Linked DNA regions of Mus musculus: all the other regions are linked to region 1. The links are chromatin contacts, called in public Micro-C and promoter capture Hi-C maps. All regions are on one chromosome and are shown on one strand. Each heading gives the region's core, a stretch centred on a gene start, on an enhancer-like site or on the middle of the called end of the contact. The rest is flanking DNA. Distances are from core to core; before and after follow the strand shown. Region 1 holds the start of Prkar2b (protein kinase, cAMP dependent regulatory, type II beta). Region 2 overlaps Gm33484 (a long non-coding RNA gene). Region 3 holds the start of 4933406C10Rik (RIKEN cDNA 4933406C10 gene). Region 4 holds the start of Nampt (nicotinamide phosphoribosyltransferase).

Evidence for each region. Promoter capture Hi-C pulls out the DNA fragments that hold promoters and counts their contacts. Hi-C and Micro-C count contacts between places; a contact is called where the count stands out from the background.
Region 2: a contact with region 1 is called in a promoter capture Hi-C map of hippocampal neurons, with 5 times the contacts expected there. The contact joins the enhancer-like site here to the promoter of Prkar2b in region 1. A contact is called at or near these places in 2 of 39 promoter capture datasets (3T3-L1-derived adipocytes and hippocampal neurons) and 4 of 115 datasets of contacts at active chromatin or transcription factors (astrocytes, bone marrow-derived macrophages, large pre-B cells and 1 more).
Region 3: a contact with region 1 is called in a Micro-C map of embryonic stem cells, with 9 times the contacts expected there. The contact joins the promoter of 4933406C10Rik here to the promoter of Prkar2b in region 1. A contact is called at or near these places in 2 of 484 Hi-C or Micro-C datasets (both in embryonic stem cells), 1 of 115 datasets of contacts at active chromatin or transcription factors (astrocytes) and 1 of 9 other capture datasets (adipose tissue).
Region 4: a contact with region 1 is called in a Micro-C map of embryonic stem cells, with 3 times the contacts expected there. The contact joins the promoter of Nampt here to the promoter of Prkar2b in region 1. A contact is called at or near these places in 8 of 39 promoter capture datasets (the 3T3-L1 cell line, cranial neural crest, embryonic stem cells and 5 more), 2 of 484 Hi-C or Micro-C datasets (both in embryonic stem cells), 4 of 115 datasets of contacts at active chromatin or transcription factors (astrocytes, embryonic stem cells and forebrain) and 1 of 9 other capture datasets (adipose tissue).

Annotation. Positions count from the first base shown.
Region 1 is chr12:32,057,921-32,064,060 of GRCm38.p6, forward strand. Prkar2b (protein kinase, cAMP dependent regulatory, type II beta) reads right to left here and starts at 3,357. Exons shown (of 11, transcript NM_011158.4): 1 at 2,862-3,357. The coding sequence starts at 3,162. It overlaps Gm51992 (a long non-coding RNA gene), which reads right to left. Exons shown (of 3, transcript XR_003950224.1): 2 at 4,993-5,118; 3 at 4,299-4,363.
Region 2 is chr12:32,892,861-32,898,324 of GRCm38.p6, forward strand. All of the region lies in intron 2 of Gm33484 (a long non-coding RNA gene), which reads right to left. Among named protein-coding and RNA genes, the nearest start is that of Gm33484, 14 kb to the right of the region's middle. Within about 2 kb of position 3,816, at least 37 of the 459 cell types and tissues checked have an H3K27ac peak or open chromatin away from gene starts, as enhancers often do. A contact at or near this core is called in hippocampal neurons, where this site is marked.
Region 3 is chr12:32,949,902-32,955,580 of GRCm38.p6, forward strand. 4933406C10Rik (RIKEN cDNA 4933406C10 gene) reads right to left here and starts at 3,888. Exons shown (of 6, transcript NR_044986.1): 1 at 3,604-3,888; 2 at 3,297-3,470. It overlaps Sypl (synaptophysin-like protein), which reads left to right and starts at 4,285. Exons shown (of 5, transcript NM_198710.3): 1 at 4,285-4,458. The coding sequence starts at 4,390.
Region 4 is chr12:32,816,633-32,822,237 of GRCm38.p6, forward strand. It overlaps Nampt (nicotinamide phosphoribosyltransferase), which reads left to right and starts at 3,703. Exons shown (of 11, transcript NM_021524.2): 1 at 3,703-3,994. The coding sequence starts at 3,938.

The DNA.
Region 1 (6,140 bases), core at 2,107-4,606:
CAGCCCCTTCTGGAGATAGACCTGAATCACAGGAGTACAGGGATGAAGTCAGGCCCGCCGGTGCCAGCTCTGGACCTGCAGCACACTGGCTGTGAAACACGAAGTAAATGACAGTCTCATTAGAGCCCCCATGCAGCTGAGATGATGAACGGAGGCTTTCACGGAGGACCTAGCACACCACAGATGTCAACAAATAGCAGCCCTTTCTCTAACCACTAATAAGACGAGACACATTATGGTCATCATGATCCATTGACTAATGGCTTTCAAAGTATGATCAGGGAACTGTGGGTACCAGAGAAACCAGAGATGTTTGTTGACCGGAAAAAAATAAATAAATAAGGAAGAAAAGAAAATAAGCAAGCCTGTGTCTTACCTATTCATAAAAGCTCCTTAAGAAGGGTACTAGATCATGATATTTCTGAATCAAGCTTCAAGCTTCATGTGAAATGTAAAGTCATTGATCCTGCAATGCTGTGCTGTACCACAGGGACTGTTGTCATCCAACACTTACTCTTTCTCTACTGTGCCAAGAGAACTGCCCAGTGCCTGCTGGGTTTTCTTCAGCATTCTCCTGCATACAGACAGAACCTTAATAGGTTTGTGGGTTTTCAGTCAATTCCACAAACTTTCCATAAATGATGACTCTATCTTGATGTGTCTGTGTGTGCATATACACACACACACACATGCACACCCCCCCACACACATATATATTTATTCCCTATGATCAGGTTTGGATACATCATGGCCTTGTACAAATTCAAGCTCCATAGAGTGTACTTGTTTAAAGGGCTGTTTAAAAAGAAGAAGACCCAGATGATAGGATGCCCACAAAGTCTGAAAGGCCATCCACAAAAACAGTTTGACAAGCGTTTTGTAGCTCACAGTTCTTTTTTAAACCGATTCTCAACACACTTTACATCTAACATAATTAAAGTGTTGGGTTAGAAAAATATAAAAGAGAATTGCCCCAATTGAGGTTATACCAATGCCAAAGTTTCGGCTATGCACATGCCCGTACACATCTGCTGGATAAAGATCAAATTGTGTTATAGTCAAGAAGTTTTAAAACCCCTGGAGGTAGAGATGTTAAAAGGCAACTGGTTAAGCATTTATTACAACTGACCTTGAGTGATTTTTATAGAAAAGATGACTTGGGGAATAGAAAGCTTCATAAAAATTACAAAAGCACTTCTTTCTTCCAATGTGCAAGATACACATTCTTGCAAGGAGAAATTAAACCAAAGCAAAGTGCTTCAAGAGAATTAGATATAATTAGGTTTGACTGTATTAATACTGTATTCCAAAGAGCACAGAGGCTCTCCCAAGCCTCCCTTCTCCTTGGTGCCTCCCATTCAGGACACTAGTCCCCTTTTCCATTGTGCATTGCTTGCCTGCGCTTGCATCCCCATGCCACAGACACATAGCATGTGCACAAATGTGTGTGCATACAAGTATTAGACGTCACTGTCCTTTCTATACCATCTGTGTAAGATGCTGTCTAGTTCCCCTTCCTAGTGAGACAAGCATCTGATTTGGTGTGGGAACAATTAAAACTATGATTACCCTATTCTCAAAGCACCCAAATGTCCCAAATTAAAAATCTAAATAGCAATCTTTCACATTCACAGAGCACTAACATCCAGGGTTTGTGTGTTTTAAACAAGCTAAGAATGCATTAATTTTATAACCCATTCAACATATAATTAATTCTACAAAGGAATGAAAATCTTCCTGGGAGGAGGGCGTAAGGGAAATGAAGTGAATGGCCCTTTAGTGTTTTCACTGTGTGAAAGGCATTGTGGACACACAAATCCCACACCAGCAGCATCAACAAATAAAAGCTGCATGCATGCTCGCCTCACACCACCAAGGAAAATACTTGTCCATTTGCACACCACGGCATTTCAGCCCGGGCTCCTGCAAAACCTGGGGTTTGGTCATATTGTGTAAACACGCATGTGTGTCTGGTGTGTCAGGGAGAGGTGGGAAGCATAAGGGGTGGGACTCGCCAAAAGCAGCTATTTAAAACAATCCCTTTCTCTCCCATTCATTCTCTCTAGCTTCAGTGTCTGGCGTGGTCCTTAGATGCTGGCTGGCTTTTCATTAAGACAACTGACAAAGCTCTTAGAACTTCCCATGGTGTTATTTTTTTTTCCACACACTTTAAAAAGAACATCAAAATCATTCAATATATGTTTTGTATCTTTTTTTTTAAAGAAAGAAAATCATTGGCCTATTTCCTCATGCCAAAGACCCCCTAGGTATCAGGCTAAATATGCTCCTTTGTTATATGTCCAAAAATATCGCCACCACATGGTATTGGAAAAACTGGAAAATAAATTATTCGTATTCCAAGAATGTCACAGCTATTATCGTTAATTTGTTTTACCTCAGCGAGTCCGATTTCACACTCTTCTCACTGAGTCCTACATGCTTCGCCCTTTCTCCCAGAACACTCCATTAATAAATCTAAAGGGCTGAAAAGAGGCCGCCAAGCGCCCTTCATGCACAATGGTACTCCCGGAGCCTGAGACATCTCCAACCACGGGAAAGTTAACGATCCAGCAAGATGCCCACCCTAAATCGCCCCGGAAAGAGAGGTGACAGAGGGGCAGCGGGAGCGCAACCTCTCCTTTCCCCACCTCCAGAGAAAGGGAGGGCATGACAAGAGAGCTGAGTAGGAAGGTGGGCGAGTGGGAGCGACCGAAATGGGTGCTGAGGGGGTGGGCGTAATGGGAAGGTGGAGAGCACGGGGAAGGTGGGGAGCTCAGCCCGGGGTTCAAGAGCGAGGCGGGGTTCGAGAGTGAGGCGGACGCGGCGGCCGGGGCTCAGGGCGCGAGGGGGCCGGTCCTCACCGTTGAACGCCCCTGCTTCCGCGGCCTCCTCCTCCTCGCCGTTCTCGGAGTCGGAGCGCATGGGCTCCTCGGCGAAGTTGACACCCTTACTGGGGATGCCGCCCCCGGCGGCTGCGCCCGCGTCCCCCCAGGTCCTGCCCTCATGGCCGAAGCGCGCGGCGCCCTTGCGCTCGTTCTCCTGCTGCAGCCGCGTGAAGTGCTGCAGCGCGAACTCCAGCAGGTCGGCGGGCTGGTGCCTCAGCACCTCCACCGTGAAGCCCTGCAGCAGCTCCGTGAGCCCCGCGGGGATCTCGATGCTCATCCTGCCCGTGCACGCCGAGGCGCCTGGACGCCGCCCTCGCCCCCTATCCGCGGTCCGGTCTCGGGCTGCGCGGCTCCCGAGCGAGCGCCCCGGGCGCTACCGGCTGCGAGCGCGGCGCACTGGGCCCCCGGCGAGGCTGCTCCGTGCGGCGGCAGCAGCAGAGCGAGCACAGCCCGGGGAGGGTTGGCAGCATCTCCAGCTCCTCCCGCTCCTGCTCCCGCCGCCGCTGCGCCGCCCCCCGCCCGGCGCCCCGCCTCCGCCCGCGCGCCCACGTGATCCCCGGAAACCATGGCAACCCGGCGGGCGGGAGCACTGCCGCCTCTCAAGTGGCCCCAGGGTGGAGGCAGCCTGAGCCTGGGGCGTGGGGCTGAGGCCGCGCGCTCCACCTGAGCTCCCTGAGCGAATCCCACGCACCTTTCTCCCTGTCCCACGCAGAGTTGGTGCGGCGCAATTCCTGCTGAAACTTCAGCCTCCACCTTGGTGGCTTTTCCTTTTCCTAGAATCCAACCCCAAGAGAAACGTGCGTGGTGTCTTTTGTTAGTCGCACAGCCCTACTGGTTCTCTTCTGGATAAAAGAGATGCTGCCACTTGTCTGTCACAAAATTTTCTTTAATTCCGCCTTTTAGCCTCGTGGCTGTGATGGTTTGCCTTACAGATGCTCTGCCACACTCTGCTTAGTACATTTCCTACTGGTTACTGAGACAAAGGCCGCATTTATTGTGTAGCACTTAACAAAGTTAGTTGATCCTTCAAGACAGGATACAGGGTAGTCAGGGCAGCTGGACAGACAACTAAGGGTGTGTTACCTGATTAGCCTCTTGTTGCTTATTTTTAAAACCTTTCCTGACACTTTGCGTCACTTCAATTAAATCTCCAAAATTTGAATATAGCAATAAAAAGGAAAAGAGAACTACACATTTGTGCTTTTTAAAGAAAACCCTTGTCTTTAAAACGAGCCTATTCTGAGAATTTTGAAACAGAAAAATTTATCTTTTGCCAAATTAAACGCTGTATAAATATGCATACTTTATTTTCTACGATGCCCATTTCATTGTAAAGCAGTCCAAGTGCAAACTCACTTGAGTTTTATTTTATTCTTAAGTTTTATTTATTTATTGAGTTTTATTTTATTTCCTTAGTTGTTCTCACTTACCTTTCTGCCCACACATAAGGAAAATATGTGACTCACGAAACCCAAAACCTAGAAATCAAAAATATCATTTCGTTTTATTTTTTAAAAATTGCTTCTTACCCATTTGTTTACAATGTTTATTTATCTTTTTTTTTCATAAGGGAATTCATTTCTCAAGTTCAGTTTCTTAACCTCATAATAATAATACTGGTGTGTGTTTTTTTTAAAATAACATACTTCTAAATTGTAATTGTGTGGTGTATAAGAAATAAACTCAGAAAAATGTGGTCTTCACATGAGGCCATATGGAACACAGTATTAGTCAAGTTCTCTACCGAAATGTTTTGCAGATCCAATAATCTAAGATGTATTTCTATCATGTTTCTCCCTACTGCTCAGCAGAAAATGCAAAGAATACTAGTTAAGATGGGATTTTATCGTTGCGGTCCTCAATGTCGATCAAGAATCCTCGCTCATTCAAGCTCATTGCTGTGTAATTCTGGCTTTGTGGCTCCTCCACCTCCAGTCATTTCCTCTAAGTCAGCTAACAGGAAAGTGGGGAAGAGAAAGGAGCCTCCTTCCGGCAGCAAACACTCATCTTTTCTTTTGGCTACAACTTCTGACCACATACATTTTATTTTCTGAAAGTGAGTAATGGTACCTCCCAGCCCATGTGCTCTTCCACAGAACAACTTTACCATTCCTAAGCCCGGAGTGCAACGCAAGGGGGATTGTGACTGCTTTGGCCAGTGGTGCATTTAGAAGTCACTCTAGCCCTCTGGTAGGTGCCTGACCAAAGTTCTGATCCATGGAGTTGGTGAACCCTTAAAAACAGGAGGAGGTATGTGTTAGCCTTGAAATTTTGGTAGTTTGTTGCACAGCAATAGCAATTAAATGCTACAATGGAGAAATTTGGGGAAAATATTCTTTATTTTGAGCAGTTATGTACAAGCAAATGCTTAGAGGTGGAGGAAAACCAAGTATAGGGACAATTATTAGTCTGTGGATGTTCAACACCTTTCTCAAAAACAGAGGAAGCAAGGAACCACATTTTTAAGTATCGTTCTCCAACATGGTTTTTTTTTTTTTGTTTTTTTTTTTTGTTTTTTTTTTTTTTTTTTAACATCATAGATTTCTTATACAGGGTGTGCTAGATGGCTCGCTTTCATTAGCCACAATGCCAGGAGCTCCCCTTGTTTTAGAGCTGTAGAAGTGACTCGGGCATGAAATTAGTAATTGGATTAAATGACCTGTTGTTGGTCTCTCGTTCTGGGAGGTTTCCAAGAGAATAATACTAAGAGCAGATATGTTGGATTTAAACCATCTTGGCAATCATCACTCTGGTAATTTTTGTTTGCATCAAGTTTTAAGCCAATAACCATGACCTGAAAAGGAAAAGCTTCATTCTCATGTTCCCGTTATGCTACACTAGAACTGTTCTCAGAACAAATTTTCACTTCTCAAATCCTGTTCGGGCTTTTAATCACTGCCACATAATCTTTGAGACAATGTTTTATGATTTCCTTCATTTTAAAGATACTTGCTTTTGAATGTTTGAGTGTAATGACGGCGTTTTATAGGGACTACTCATCTGGAATTCTTTTAAAGAACATCATTGCTATTGATTCTTTGGTTGTTGATTTACAAAGCAATTTGCACTTGTTTCTCAGAGGATCAGACTAACTGCAGTTGCAAAAGGATTTAAATGCTCAGCACTGAAATGCAATAAAAATGCTACCAAGTTTATTTCTGCACGGAAAAATTGGACAGAGATATCAAATCGCTTTAATGCAACCACTTAAAACAAGGCAGTATCAAAGGGAAGCCAATAGTTTGGGCAAGCTTT
Region 2 (5,464 bases), core at 2,566-5,065, 840 kb after region 1:
GGTAGTCTTGGTTCTATAAGAGAGCAGGCTGAGCAAGCCAGGGGAAGCAAGCCAGTAAAGAACATCCCTCCATGGCCTCTGCATCAGCTCCTGCTTTCTGACCTGCTTGAGTTCCAGTCCTGACTTCCTTGGTGATGAACAGCGATATGGAAGTTTAAGCTGAATAAACCCTTTCCTCCCCAACTTGCTTCTTGATCAAGATGTTTGTGCAGGAATAGAAATCCTGACTAAGACAACATTGCACAGCCAATCTTCTAGAAATACATATATAAGATAAAATGTCCTAAGATCAGCCACAGATGAAAAAAAGAGCTTTATATTTAGGGTGTGATAGTAAATATTTTGACCTTTTTTTTTGGTTATTATTGGAGGTAATGCAAATAAGAAAAATATGAAGCAATATTTGAAGTACTGAAGGAAGAGATATTGTTTACACCCTGGGAAAATATGTCAACATTGAAAGTAAAGCTGGATATAAAGGTCTGCAGTGCAATGCCAGCACTCAGGAGGCGGAGGTGGGGGGAGGGGCGATGTCACGTGCAGCCAGAGCTACACAGAGGAAGCTGCTGCTCCATAGCAGGGCCTGGGGATGTGGCTACTCAGACACCGCAGTGCCGGGGCACGCACGTGGTCAGAAGGCACATCTCCAAAGCTGGTTCTCTCCTTCAGTTCCCGGGATCAAACCCACGCTCCCGGGCTCGTGTGGCCAGCGCTTTTACTGACTGAGCCATCTCACCAGCCCTGTATACAGACTTTAAGCAGCTGTTTATGTTATAGCAGTTATACTCTACTGAAGCCATGGAAATTAATGGAAGAAAGGGAATAAATGGCTACTTGATCAAGCCATGTAAAGTAGTACACAGGATAAGAGGCATAAGCAAAGTAAAATCAAACAAAGTATAGAAACGCACACACACCAGGGGTAGCAGTGCACACTTTAATCCTAGCACTTAGGCAGCAGAAGTAGGCTGATCTGAGTTCAAGGCCAACCTGGTCTACAAAGTGAGTGCCAGGACAGCCAGAACTATGTAAAGAGATCTTGTCTCAAAAGACAAGCAAAAATGGAAGAAATGAAGGTATCAAAATGACATTGTGAAGCCCACTATTTTGTTCTATTAATATACAGACACAAAAATAAAGTTAAAAAAAAAAGAAGAAGTAGGAGAGGGGGTTGCCGGGGTAGGGGAAGGGGGCAGCACCGTCTCAGAGGCAAAGAGGAGGGGGGTGGTGAAGAGCTCTGGGAGGTGGGCAATGAGGGAAGGCAACATTTGGGACATAAATAAATAAAATAATTAATCTTTAAAAAAAAAGAGGTAATAACTCATTGAATATAAGTGTGATTAATCCATTAAAAGACAAAATTGAGATGCGTTCTGTATACAAAGTGACAAGAGTGACAGATATGAACCAACGATAAAGTTGAGCATAAGGAGTAGCAGGGACCAACAGTGGCAAAGACAACCAGCGGTCCCCACTTCCCACAAATTAAATCTTATTTTTAATAAGATTAAATCTTAAAATGTAATAAAATTAGGTAAGGGTGAACACTTGGGATACATGGGCTAAAGAGACGGCCCAGGGAGTAAGGGGCCTGCTTTCAGACCCTGCGCATCCCTATCCCCCAGGTAGGCATGCTGACCCTTGTAATGCCATGACTCATGGAGTGAAGACCAGGTCCCCAGAGCAAGCTGGCTGGCTTCACTAGCTGGACTGATGACCTCTGGATTCAAGTGAGGGACCATGTCTCAAAAGATAACGTGGTGAGCAACTGAAGACATCTTCTGTCAGTCTCTGGCCTCCACGTGCACCCTCCCACAAGTGCACACTCAACAGCACGCACGCATGTACTCACACCCACATTTGGAAACATACACACAGCCACATCATACACATATACATGCAAAAAATAGCTGAGATAGTAATGCGAGTATACAAACACAGATCTGCAGAGTGGGTCTTGAGTTGACTTTCAAATTATCAGTCTATCTAGTTAACAGTTTTTCAAATGTATATTGCCATACCTAGAAATTCTTCAAATGCTATGGCTTGCTTAGGGGGCATAGTTAAACAACATTATGCTGATTTTAATCTTTAATTGCCAAGGCTAATTACTGACTCTAGGAAGCCACATGCATTGGGAGTCTTTGGGGACAAATTACAGCTTGTGATGGAGCCATCTGCTACATTAGCAAATTATACTTTGGAAGACACGGACAGTACTAGTTTAATGTCATTATCCCCATGATGCAACAGACCTTGCATATGAGTCCCGCCTCCTGCCCTATTTTCTATACAGCGGTGGGATCTCTGGCCACTGAAGTGGTAGACTTCTGTGTTGTTGAGGGAGGACAGAAGCTTAAGGAACGTGGACATGAAAGGTGCCCTTCAGCTCAGAAGCTGGGTGAAGCCTCTCACCAGCTGAGAGTCGAGGATGACAACACAGCCAATGACATCCATTTAAGGCCTTGCAAACCTCACCTGCAAACCTGTGGTTTCCTAGGCTCTCACCAGAAACCACACTTAACAGGAAAAGATGGGTCCTAAACAAACCCTTTGTGCAATCTACGGGGCTCCTCCTGGCGCCTTACTGGATTGCAATCCCACCAAAGGCACCTTCAGTGCCAACTTCTAATCTCAAGAGTGGAGAGGTAGGGGAGGGGAGTGTCCCTTAGGAACCTGCTGAGCAGCGAACCCCAGACGCTTCCAGAACCCAGACATAGTCACCAGGAGGACTCTTGAAACCCGACTCCTTTGTGAGCAGCCCACACCTGTGTTTCCTCCCCAGCTGCCCTCCTTTTTGCTTTTAGTAAATTCCAACTCTGTCTCCTATTGGCTCATCCTGAAATTCCTGCCCAGGTGGCAGCCCAGGATCAGGGTTTCCCCCCCCCCCCCCCGTGGTGGTCTATAAAGAGAACTCAGGCTGCTGCAGGTGACAGTGTGGAGGTTACAGGGTGCAGGTGACAGTGTGGAGATGGCAGGGTACAGGTGACAGTGTGCAGGTGACAGTGTGCAAGTGACGGTGTGCAGGTAACAGAGTACAGGTGTCAGAGTGCAGGTGACAGGGTACAAGTGACAGGGTGCAGGTGACAGGGTGCAGGTGACAGTGTGCAGGTGACAAGGTGTAGGTGACAGGGTGCAAGTGACAGGGTGCAGGTGACAGTATGGAGGTGACAGTGTGCAGGTGACTATGCAGGTGACAGGGTGGAGGTGACAGGGTGGAGGTGACAGGGTGCAGGTGACAGTGTGCAGGTGACAGTGTAGAGCTGTCCTTCTGTCACTTGCTCTCATCTTGCCTCAGTTTCCATCAGGGTGGATGTGAGGGGACTGAGGGATGAGTCCAATCTTTGATGTCTTAAATAAAAGGCTCTCTATAAAATACCTAAACCTAGTTAGTACTTGGTGTTTAGTCCCAGCAATGGGATAGCAGAAGACAGGTTTACAAAGCTTAGTCCCTCAGGCATCACAACCACCAGAGACTCGCCTGAAGTCTAGCTCTGCGGGCTGTGAGGGGTGCCGGTACCATCAGTGCTGTGGGGGTGGGGTAGAATCCGCTTCTCTAAGTCACTTGACTCTTTGGCTCTCGGCTGTTGCTCGTTCCATCTTTGGGAGAGGTTCATGAGAAGGTTTAGAGGGAGGAAAGGAAAGGAGGAAATGATAGCATTACAATATCTCTTTAAAAATTAAAAGGAAGAGAGTGGAAGAGACAAGTTCTCGAAACAGCCTGGATGCTGAGCTCAACCCAAAGCACGGGTGTAAGCTCTGGCCAGCAGCCCTCAGAGGCTTCCAGCTCAGCGGCCCGAGACTCCTCACTGAAAATATCCAGCATCTGATGAGGCAGCTGCGGGTTAAATTTAGCCTTGGCAAACTCAGGCCTTGGCTGGATGCTGGAAGCATCTGAGTGGATGGATGGAGGGCCGATGGATGCGTGGATAAAGAATGGACACATGAACAGGTGGATGGACAAATGGACAGACAGGTGGATGGATAGACAGATGGATGGACTTAGCACAGGTAGGTGTGAGAGCCTGGGCTACTGTGGCCTGTGTGATGATGATGCTGACACCAGGAGAGAGGCAGAGCTAGAGGAAGGAGATGAGTTGGGAAGCCCTCCTCTCTCAGTGGCCACCAGCCTGGCACAGCCCTTTGATGGCCAAGGGAAGCATGAAGATAGATGCAAGGAAAAGGAGCCATAGAGACGGTGAGAATCTGTAGAGCCATGTCCCCTGGAAAACTGCTGTGAGGGATCATCCAGTAATGTCACATTAGCCAAGTAAGGTCCCGCACTGGGTCCACAGATATTCAGTGTGACCTTTGTCCTAGCTGTGTGTCAGAGGCCACCTCAGGGCTTTTATGTCATCATGATCCAACCGTTATTTGCTTCCTCAGTGACCTGTTAAAGTGCGAACAACTATGGACGTTGCGTTTCCTTGGTTAACGCAGTTATCGTTGCTGTCCCTGGAAGGGGTAGAGGACAGAAGGGCAGGGAAGGAATGATCAGCATGAATGAACTAATGAATGGAGTGTCTCTTGTGTTAATATGCTGACACTGGAGGAAGCAGTACATACAGTAACTGTAGCTGAATACAAAGAAATTACCTTCCCCGTTTGGTAGATGAGAAATAATGTGCCTTATTTGGGGCTTCCATGAAGATTAAATGAGAGTATTTGACATGAGATAGCTCACTTCAATAGATGCTGGGTGAACTTGGTCGTCAGAGGGCCAGAGAATCCCTCCCACCTCACGGTTTGCCAGTCTGGCTTTAGCATCCTCCGGGCCAGCAGGTCGCCTGAGTATCACACGACTACACTGCCACCTTCTGGCCACCTGGAGTACTTCAGCTGTGCTGCCTTTTGAACAGGTCCTGCCCAGATGGACCTGCAGACTCAGACTGTCCTGCACTGAGCTGAGCTGTACAGCTGTTGGAGCAAGTCACCTGGGACTTCAACAACCTGGATTTCAGTCTTCTAAGCAAGGTACGGACACTGGGGATCAACAGCCCAGTTCCCCCATTCCAATCCTCATTTACAGGTTGTTGGTCTTAACTGTGTACTGTACTGGAATGTCCTGCACACACACACACACACACACACACACACACACACACACACACACACACACCATCTGCATCCTACACCAGACCTATGGGATTAGGCTCTCCAGGAGGCCTAGGGGTGGTTCTCCATGAAAAAGGAAACCTTCTCAAAGTCTCAACCCAGTTCTGAGAATTGAGAATTTGGTGCCTCTTTGTGTCTGCTCCAGTCACCTTTAGTCTTTCACAGCTGTATAGATGACACAAGCCAGGCTCTCTGCACTTAAAATCAACACAGGGAGCTAGAGACAAGAGGAGGTAAGGACAGAGAGAAGCGAGAGCTGACTGAACAAAACAAAGGGGAAGAAAAGTGGCCACACTGAAGCAGGTGGAAAGGAAAGAAAAAGAGAGGAGATGAGATTAGGGGAGAGACA
Region 3 (5,679 bases), core at 2,638-5,137, 890 kb after region 1:
GAGAGTGAAATAGTGACAAATTATTTAGCATCTATACAGATCTACACACGACTTCAGATAGGGCAATTTGGCATTACAAGCATTATTTCTGTAATTGCCCTCATAAAAGAAATAAGAAGAGGACTGGAACAATGAGCTGGCAGCTAAGCATTCTGCCTGCTCTTGCAGGGGACCTAGGTGGGTATTAGCATTCATATGGCAGCTCACAGCCAACTATGACTCCAGTTTCAGGGGATCTCATGTTTGACACCCTCGTCTGTCCGGTCTCCACAGGCCTTTCCTCAGAGTTGAGGAAATGACCACAGTTGTAGGCATGGTTCACCGTCATCTTGAACAGTCTTCCCAGAGTTTGAACAGTTATGTTTTCAATGAAATGCTACTGTTATGGGAGTGTGACACTCTTGCAGACACCCCTGGCTCTGCCATCCACTCTTACCTCCTTCTCAGGCAGCAGTGCTACGTCACATGTGACTAAGGTTTCATGCTTCCTGTGGTTCCATTCAGATCTTATAAATGAATCCTGACAAGTGACCCGATGTGGCTCAGACCACACTAAGTGGTCTCTGTATTGAAAAAACAATGGCTCAGGGCCAATGAAGGGACCCTCTTAAAATTCAAGTCTGGCAGATTTCCTGGGAAGCTGTAATAAGACCTTCCACTGGTGGGTTTGAACAAGTAGGAGAGAAAGGAGTCAAAAAGTAAAAGAGAGACAATATAATGCATACCTCACAGGTTAAGAATCCAGCCTATCGTAATTCCTGAGACTACAATAATAGACAGAGAAAGCCACCACCACCACCACCACCACCACCCCCACCACCACCACCACCCTGAGAAATGCCTTAATCCCAGCACTCGGGAGGGAGGCAGAGGCAAGTGGACATCTGTGAATTTAAGGCCAACCAAGGCTACAGAGTGAGATCCTATCTCAAAAGAAAAAATAAAACAAGAAACAGGTTGAGATTATATCACCCAGGCTGGACCAACTTCAATTCCTGGACTCCACTAAAGAAAAGAAAAAACTATTTGTAATGATCCTCTTTCCTCAGTCTACTGAATAGCTGGAACTAAGGCAGATCTTGGAATACATTTGTCCCTGGGGCACTACCTGTACTAATAAGTGCGTTAAGACTATTATTTTAAATGTTCCTTTTGATGCTCATTTCCCTACAAATTAGCATAGACATTGAGAATGGAGCAATTTGGCTACCTTGAGCACAATAACTATGTGCTTAATAACAAATATCTTGGACATCTCATGGACACCCTGAGATAATTATGCAAAAACTGTAGCTGACTGCTCTGCTTCTTAAAGGCACAGTGCCATCCAGAGCTGTTTGAAAAAGTTTATCTAAGTTTTTTTTGCTTCCTCAATGCCCACTCTAGATGACCCTGGAATCATTCCCACAGTGACCTGACATGGAACCCTTCCTTTGGGGGTCTAGTGTTTTTTTTTTATTACGTATTTTCCTCAATTACATTTCCAATGCTATCCCAAAAGTCCCCCACACCCCCCCCACCACTCCCCTACCCACCCACTCCCCCTTTTTGGCCCTGGCGTTCCCCTGTACTGGGGCATATAAAGTTTGCGTGTCCAATGGGCCTCTCTTTCCAGTGATGGCCGACTAGGCCATCTTTTGATACATATGCAGCTAGAGTCAAGAGCTCCGGGGTACTGGTTAGTTCATAATGTTGTTCCACCTATAGGGCTGCAGATCCCTTTAGCGCCTTGGGTACTTTCTCTAGCTCCTCCATTGGGGGCCCTGTGATCCATCCAATAGCTGACTGTGAGCATCCACTTCTGTGTTTGCTAGGCCCCGGCATAGTCTCACAAGAGACAGCTACATCTGGGTCCTTTCGATAAAATCTTGCTAGTGTATGCAATGGTGTCAGCGTTTGGAAGCTGATTATGGGCTGGATCCCTGGATATGGCAGTCTCTAGATAGTCCATCCTTTCGTCTCAGCTCCAAACTTTGTCTCTGTAACTCCTTCCATGGGTGTTTTGTTCCCAATTCTGAGGAGGGGCATAGTGTCCTCACTTCAGTCTTCATTCTTCTTGAGTTTCATGTGTTTAGCAAATTGTATCTTATATCTCGGGTATACTAAGTTTCTGGGCTAATATCCACTTATCAGTGAGTACAGGGGGTCTAGCGTTAAGAGACAAATCTGTGATTAGCTCAGAGTGTTGGGTATAATTTATTTAAAACAAACAGTTGTGCTTGTCCAGTGTTGGTAGGTATAGTCCTTAGGCTACATCAGAGGACGTTCAGGCTCACTCAGTGTGCTGAGTCAGGATACTCTGGTGTTGTAAGCTCCTCTGGTATTGCAGCCTTACCCCCCCCCCCCCACACACACACACACACACAACTGCTCTTAGGTGGTCTTGCCTACTTTTAGTAGTGCAGGATAAGATGACACAGAACAGAAAGCAGCAGAGACTGGAAAGCAGTGGCGGCAAAATGGCACACACAGAAGTAGCAGGTACCCTGTGTCTAAGGCGGCAGAAGTGAACAGTCCTAGCAGCTGAGGTAGAGAGCCAAGACTAACGGATAAAACCTTATAATCAGCCAGAGAAGAGCAAGGGCAGGCCCTGGCACCACAAGAGCTCCAGATAGCTGTTAAGCCTTCAGGGCCAAAGGTCTCATCCTGGGCCAAGAGCTGCCAAGGGTTGAGGAACCCCAGTGTTCTAGACTTACAAACCGGAACATTTGTAAGGTTGAGTTATGAGGGCTGCAACACTAGAGGGTGCCACTTGCTGCTGCTTCTGTCGGGATTCAGCCACCACTCACTGCTGCCTGACAGAAATGAAGGCTACAAGAGACCAGCTCCTCACTTGCTTCCCCTGCCTATCCTTCCCACAATTCCTATCCAACTGTGCAGTCAAGCAAACCTCAGCCAGCTGCCTGGTGACAGGACTACAGGAACAAACCATGGGAGTACAAATTGTTTCAGACCTCTCAGCTCTATAAAGTTGCAAGATGAGCATTATCCCATCCTGTTAGCATCTATTTCATTTTGAAATTACATTGAATATATTTTTGGCTATTTTGTATAATTCTACTTTGAATACTTTTTCCTTTGAAGCACAGCTAAGTGATTTACTTGTGGGTTCCTATCCAACAGGTCTCAGCAGAAAATAACTTTTTTTTTTTAAGACTTAAAGAGAAATGCTGAGTGGAATACACGGAAATAAGAGTGAAGGAAGGAGGAAGTGTTAGCTTGGTAGTAACTGTTCATGGGTAGTGGTCAGTTCTAATGGAATACTCCACTGACATTTAGGAAATATAAATAAGTACCTGGGAGCTGGAACTAGGATCCTCTGTGGCAAAGATCTTCCTTCGATGTTGGTGTTATCTCACCATGCATGAAGACAGGCCACTATCCCAACCCTCCAAAAAAGGCCAGGCACAAGGAAGCCAGAGAAGAGATGTCTAGATTGGTCCCATTCTGGTGGCAGGAGGGAGTGTTCCCTAAGACAAATCATGAAAGATGAGTTAACTTGACCCCCCCCCACTCCCCCGCCCCCCCCCAAAAAAAAACGGCACGAAATACAGGCCTCGCCAAACGGGGATAGAGGTGGAGAGATGAGTTGTCCTGTGAGACCTGTCAAGCCATGATCTCAAATGGGTGGTCTTTCTCCTACTCTGGCTCCAACAACTTTGCGATGTCTGCGGAAATGTTTGGTGAATCATACGTTCAAGCACCCTTACATAAGGCAGGTTCGCCAGACGGCCGCAGTTTTGCAATAACTATGACTTTAAGGGCCCTGAACACGAGCTTTGAAGTGAGGCTTTGTCTGTGTACACACTTGACACATTTGCCCAAAAGTTCAGAGCACTGGGAAGAAAACGGGCCGTTGTGAGGGCGGGCAGTCACAGCCACAAAAGGGCATAGCAACCAGAACGCCACCGAGGTGGAGGGCCGTGCTGCGCAGGCGCAGCTGTCCCCCGACCCCACCCACCCCCGTCGCGCGCTCGCAAAGGCCGGAAAAGAGTCTGGGGCCTAGGGAGCGCGCGTGCGCGTTAGAGACAGAGCTAGGCTTTGGGGAAGGGGGCGCGGCACACGCATGGCTTCCAAAGCCAACATGGTTCGTCAGCGGTTCAGCCGGCTGAGTCAGGTGCGGCCGGGGGAGGAGCCAGCCCTTCCCAGTCCCTCCTCGGCCTGGTCTCGGCTCGCCCTCTCTGTCTCCTGGGCGCGGACTCAACGGCCGCCCGGCCCCGCCTTAAAGGCCAGGCCGTCCCGCCCCGATGCCCCTTCGTCCCCACCCCTCCGGCCCCGCCCCCAGCCCCGCCGGCTCCGCCTCCCGCTCTCGCCGCGGAGTCGCTCCGGTCTCGCCGCTCCCCTCCTCCGCCCCGCGTCCTGACTCTCTTCCCTCCTTTCCCTCAGAGGATGTCCGCCTTCCAGATCAACCTCAACCCGCTCAAGGAGCCGCTCGGCTTCATCAAGATCCTCGAGTGGGTGAGTGCAGCTTGCGACGCCGACCTCGCCCGGTCCAGCGCGGGGCGCCTTGCCGGGAGGCGGGGACGCGGTCGTGAGGGAGTCCCCCACGCTCGAAGGCCGCGGGGCGGAGATGGCGGCCGGCGTCGAGTCGAGTCGCCGGTGTGGGCGGCTTCTCCCGGCCGCCCCTAGCCGCGGAGGCGTGGAAGCTCGCTCGCTTTTTTTTCTCAGGCTCCACTGCCATCCGCAAAGGAAGACAGGATTTCCTGCTGCGGTCCAACTGATACCGACCGCCCGGAGGCCCGCGGCTTCCGCGGGCGAGGCTAGACCTGGGTTGCGCCCTTCGCTGGCGGCGGGTATGGGCTCCTGTTAAAAATAGTGTGTGTCAGAGAAGCCGAGGCAAAGCCCTTGCCCCGACGCATTAAATTGTCGGCCCATTTAACGCCTGGCCTGGACGTCGAGATTGTTTATAGCAACATCCTGCTTGGAAAGTCAGCTTTCTGCCCTTTCCTGCCAAGCAATCATTAACATCAAAGGAGACTTACAAGTTAGACCTTGTCACGTGCAGCTAGTTTATCAAGCTCTGCGATTTTCCTTCAAACTTAGCGGCCCACTATAGTTGGGTGCTGACTTGAAGAGTTAATGTAAGCACTTGGCATTTATTTGCCCCGTGTGCAGTCAGGTAGTGTTTCGTAGCCGATAACGTTTAATTCCTTCACAGTTCATGTTGAGGGTGAAAAATAAGAACTCTCCGGTTTCGTGCGTGTGTTTTAACGAAGAGCTTGAAGTTCTCCGATGACTGATGACTGCTCGCTCTGATTTTTGTATTTACACTTTATGCCTTCAATTTTGTGAAAACTGAAATGCTGCTCTTGCAACTGGCAAAAGACACGTGACTTTCTGTGCAACCCTAAGTTTAGAAGAAGGTTGTTATTTTAATTCCAAAAGTCATAGGGGAGAAATCAAAGAAATGTGTGTTAAGAATGAACCTTACATTTAGTCTCATTGAATGTTACAATTCAGTTTAATAATTTAGATTTTCACTTAAGTAAGAGGCAGCTTATATCTTTTCTTGAATATTTTAAAGTAGGAGTAATTTTGTTGTGTGCTGAAATTATCTTTAAGTTTCTTAAAATAATACTTTGAGTTTGAAAACCTTTTATTACACAGGCAGTAAGTTTGTAGTAAGACTATAGAGTGTTAATGGTGTAGTGAGTATTTACCCAACAAATATTTGAGTAG
Region 4 (5,605 bases), core at 2,453-4,952, 760 kb after region 1:
CACCAAGGCAAGCCTGAGAAGTCAGTCAATGTAGCCTTTGGTTGGGATCCCACAGGCAGTCCTGTGAGGATGACATGTGAAACTGTAACAGTTAAAACTGAAGATATATTAAAAAGATGCTAGGTACATGGGACATTTCCATGAAAAGTTGCAGGCACAGAGCACAGCCAGCCCAAGAAAGAAACCTTATGGGCTACAATAAGAATGGCTGTTCAAGTTCAATTAGTAAAAACAAAAAAACAAACAAACAAAACCCATTATATAGATGGTCGTGTCACTACTATCCTTGATATTTGCTATTGTAAGTTATTTTATTTTAATATTATGTTCATGGATAAATTACGATTTTATGCAATTATGAGGAACAATGAGTTATTTTGCATATGTATACCATGTGAAATGTCTTGTAAATCAGGATAAAGAATTTCATACTATTAATATTTAAATATAATTGCTTTGATTAACTGTGCTTATATAAATTAACTAAAGCATATAGTTGAAATGGCTATTTTTTAAAAAGGTTTAAACTGTGTTAGATAAATTGGGGCATATGTACTTGTAACATGTTTGACACTGTTTCCCCTTAGGTCAGTGACAAACATTGAAGAGTGAGTTCAGGACTCTTACCTGTTCACTTACAAGGAAACAAAACAAAATGTGTCTTCAGAGACTTTCAAGGCAAGATTAGGTACGAAACCCAAGTGAGAATTACATCTGCTAACAGACGTAGGCTAAGATAGGTACCTAACAATCAATTGAACAAACAAACAAACAAACAAATTGTAATCAATCTATACAATCTGTTCTATATAGTCTGTAGGCCTTCAGTCTTATAGGAAGAACCAAGTAATATCTGACACATGGCCTATACATTTGGTTACCTTGGGAAAAGATGTGGTCGAAACTTAGCCTTCATTAGACTTACAGTAAAGATATAGTTTACATTTAATGTATATGTCAAACTATATAAATAGGTATGTTTATAAACATGGACTGATGAAAGCTAAGGTTTTTAATCTTGTACTATTTAATAGAATTTATTCCATATTCAAACAAATGGCTATCCAAGCCTCAGAGTTTCCATCCTGTCTGCATGCAGCCCCAATTGTCAGACATGAAGTTATGCTAGTTAGGATTTGACTTGTGTCCTGCTGTGTTTCTGATTTGCTTCGTTTCTATCCCTCATCCCTGTGTTCCCGTTTCTCTTTTGCAGAGCGGGAATGCTTACTCTGTACCACTGTATCTTGAAAGCTAACATTTTGTTTTGAACTCTGCAGAGAGCTTGGACTTAAAGTTTTGAGATATTAAGGATTCTTGAAGATGGACTAAATGCATTTTATACATCAGATGGTGATGAGTCTTTGACCAAAAGTAGAATTTTACGGTTTGAATAGGAACTGCCCTCTTCTGGCTTATATGTTGAGAGCTTGTCAGCTGATGGTACTATTTGGTGAGATGATAGAAATGTCATGATTTGGATGTTTGCTAGAAGAAGGTAATCAGGGCATGTTCCTGGGACTATACCTTGTCTCCATTCCTGCCCTCTCCTCACCACCTCCATTTTTGACTTCTATGAATCTTTCCTCTATCACTCATTCTGCCATGATTCCCTCCTCTACTCCAAGTCCAAAAAAGACAACACTGAGTGATATGGATCAAACTCTGAAACTATGAGCCAAATAGATGTTTCCTCTTTTATAACTATTTCTCTAAGGTATTTCCCCATTGCCAAATATCTAACACATGTGGTAAGAATAAATAGCAAGTCAGATGGGGCAAATTGGGGTCTGTGGCAAAGGCCTTGAGAACCAGAGCTAGTATACAGAGAGGGGAATGAGTGAGACACACAGCATATAAAGTTTGCAAGTCCAATGGGCCTCTCTTTGCAGTGATGGCCGACTAGGCCATCTTTTGATACATATGCAGCTAGACACAAGAGCTCCGGGGTACTGCTTAGTTCATATTGTTGTTCCACCTATAGGGTTGCAGTTCCCTTTAGCTCCTTGGGTAATTTCTCTAGCTCCTCCATTGGGGGCCGTGTGACCCATCCAATAGCTGACTGTGAGCATCCACTTCTGTGTTTGCTAGGCCCCGGCATAGTCTCACAAGAGACAGCTATATCTGAGACCCCAACTCTTAAAAGTTGATCTGCTTCCTTCTAGTCAGTCCACACTAGCATATAGCCCTTTGCGGGAGAGGGGCTTTTAAGAACTCTAAGAACTTCAATAGTCACCTTTTCCTCTAAAGATTGCTGTGGGATTAAGCCAGTAATATTCCTGCAGACCCTACTCTTGAACTTATCTAGCAATGTCAGTATGCTTACAATGTTAGCATTTTTACATTTTGGGCTTTTTCATTTTTATACAGGGAAAAAAACTGAAAGATTGCAAGATCAAATTTTGTTTTTAGAAAACACTACCGTGAACAAAGACTACTTTGTAATTAGAATCTTATCCCCACCCCCACCTCCACCCCCCACCCACCCCCCACCCCCCGCATAAAACAGCCTAAAATGGCGGTCAATTGTAGATGAATGGATGCTGTAGCTGAGCTCTTGGATCCTTTGAAAGCTGTTTGACTTTTCCTGGAGAAAAGTCTCAACAGTCCTTTGTGTCTTAAGGGGAAGGTTAAATTGAACCCTCTCAGACGATGAAGGGACAAGACCAAACTGAATCTAACATTGTTGAGAAGTCAAAGGCAAAAGGAAGCTACTAACTTGATGCAGTCTGTGCCAGTTTAGTTATACCGATTTCCCCCTGCTACTTGTATTCCATAAAAACAAAACAACAACAAAGCCTAAATCTTAGAATTCTTAAATGCTATTAAACATGCAAAGGGAATTTTAGTTCTATGCAAAACAAATTTGCAACTCTGTATGTGAAAACTGAACAAGAGGACAGGCTCATGGAAGTTGGGTGACGTCATCAGACGTCACTTCGCTTATTTGGGAGGTTACTAGCTCTTTCCCCCACGATTTAATGATTTAAAGGAAAACAAAAAACCAAAAAACAGATCCACTGTATAAGACTTGGCTGTATGCCTTTTACTTCCCAACAATATTAGATTCAATTTGGTCTTGTCCCTACATTGTCTGAGAGGGTTGAATTTAACCTTTCCCTAAGACGCAAAGGCTTTTCTCCAGGAAAAGTCAGCCTTCAAAGGATCAAAGAGCTCAGCTACAGACTGAGCGCGGAGAAAAGCAAGTCCACGCGCCAGGGCAACTCAGACCGCAAGCAGCTCCTCTGATTTTAAAGGAAAATCTAGAGGATCGGAATCCACAAGACGGATGGGGACCAAAGATTCCATCCATCGTCCAAGCGGGAGACAAAGGTAATTCAGCGCGTGCGGGAACAGGGAGACGACAGTGGGTGGCTCCTTGGCCTTAGCTGGTGGCGTGACTCCAACAAGACTCTCAGGACGAGCAGGGACTGGGTAGGACAAGAGGAAGGTCCGGGTTGGGGCGGGCAAAGAGACTCCCGGCAGGAGGGGCGAGGCTGGGAACGCCAAGCCACGCCCCTGCATCAGACCACGCCCCTCAGAGGCAGGCGCCCAGGTCACGCGCTGGGGTGACGGTCGGCTTTAGGCCCGGGGCGGGCGCAGCTGAGGCAGAGCGCGTGCCTCACGTCCTCCTCAGTCCCCCCCGCCCCTGCGCTGCGCACGCGCAGCCGTGCCCCGCCCCTTGTCCCCGGGATGGGCGGGGCGCGGAGCCGCCGGGAAAGCCGCCGGAGCGCGCTGGGCAGGGGAGCGCGCTAGCCTCCACCGCCGCGTCACGGACCTGCCCGCCCTCCCGGCCCCTCCCCGCGCTCCGTTCCCTGCTCTCCCGCCCCCCTGCGAGCGAGCGGTGACTTAAGCAACGGAGCGCAGCGAAGCCCATTTTTCTCCTTGCTCGCAGCCGCGCCGGGCAGCTCGTGGCGCGGCGTCTCCGCTCCGGCCCGAGATGAATGCTGCGGCAGAAGCCGAGTTCAACATCCTGCTGGCCACCGACTCGTACAAGGTGGAGTTGCGATGGGGGGGGGGGGGGGTCTCCGGGCCCGGGGCGGCGGGAGCCGGCGCGGCGGGATGGGGCAGGTGGAGGAGCCGCAACGCGGTGGCTGAAGGATGGAGGCGCGGGCCGGAGGCGGGGCCTACGCCGCGGCGGGGGCGCGGCCGGAGGCTCGGCGGGATGGGCGCACGCTGCAGCTACCGTAGCCGCCGGCGGCCTTGGCTCTGGGACAGGGAGGACTGGATGAGACCGTGGGACGATCGGGCCGGTTAGGTAACAGCCCCTGGCTCGGCAGGTACGGTCCTGCCCCGGGGAGCTCGGGGAGAGGTCCTGGCGGTGTGCCCCTCACCCAGCCAGTGGTCCCAGCGCGGAGGATAACCCGGCCCCGGGAGCCGCGTCTGATTCAGCTGTCCCACTCGGTGGGGTTGCATTTCCAACTCCCTTGCACCTAGGGATCATTCACGTGCCTGCCCCCTGGTTGCAGAGGCCAGTGTGCTCTGGCTCTCCAGGATCAACTACGTGATTTCTGTGAAATGGAAAGTGAAACACCAAGAGTTAAAGGAACTGGAGTTATAACCCTGGAGAATTTGTGGGGAGAGTAAAATGGCACATTGCTTTAAGGTGCCTATTGAGTTGACTCTTGCACTAATTCCATTTGATATGCACCTTAGCCAAGAGAGGAATGATGAAGAAATGCCCGCCCGCCCCCCCCCCCCATACACACTGTGAAATGAACTGCACTGATCTTCAGTTAAGTTTGTTAGCCAAGACGCTTAAAAGATAAAATGTCAGACTAGTAGGACCCTCGCGAGAACAGATTAAATTTTAGCTTTCAAGTTTAGTATTTACTTGAACATCGTGATGGTTTTGAGTAGCGATTTAGGCGTAGTACTCTCGTGGTTTTGTTTTGGTTCTTTGCTTTTTACTTTTTGTAGCCCTGTAATCTGAATGTTTCAGAGTCCCATTTGCTTACATACTAGTTTGTCCTTTTTTTTTTTTTTTTTTTTTTTTTGGTAAACTATTGTAAGTAAGTAATTTTTCATTTTAAAGGGTCCAAGATTTATCAACAGGTGGTCTTTCGCATGGAATTTCATTTTACTTCATTTTAGTTTTTTGAGGCAGAGTTTCTGTGTAGCAGCCCTGGCTGTCCTAGAACCTGCCTTGTAGACCAGGCTGGCCTTGAACTCAGAGAGCTGCCTGCCTCTGCCTCCTAAGTCATGGAATTAAAGGTGTGTGCCTCCACATCCTACTTCAGATGGGATTTTAAAGTGGAAATCACCTTTTCAAGATTATTACCATTTCTGTTGTGGTACTGGAGGCTCTAAAATCTCTGCATGATGTAGTTCAGTTGAAGTGTTTTGGGTATTCTTAGTGATTTTAGAAAAGCCTCATTTTGTAAAAGTAAAATATCAGTAAATATCCCAAGATAATTTTCAGATATTTTACTGTATTATGTGTAAACGATTGAACGTAAAGGGAAATATAAACAGACTTAAAAGTCCAGGCTTAGGAGGGCACATAATTATTTTAATCCCAACACTCAGAAACCAGAGAGGCAGGCTTCTGTGAGGTCCAGGCTAGTCTGCTCTACATAGCAGAGAAGGAGCAGCTGGAACTACAGGG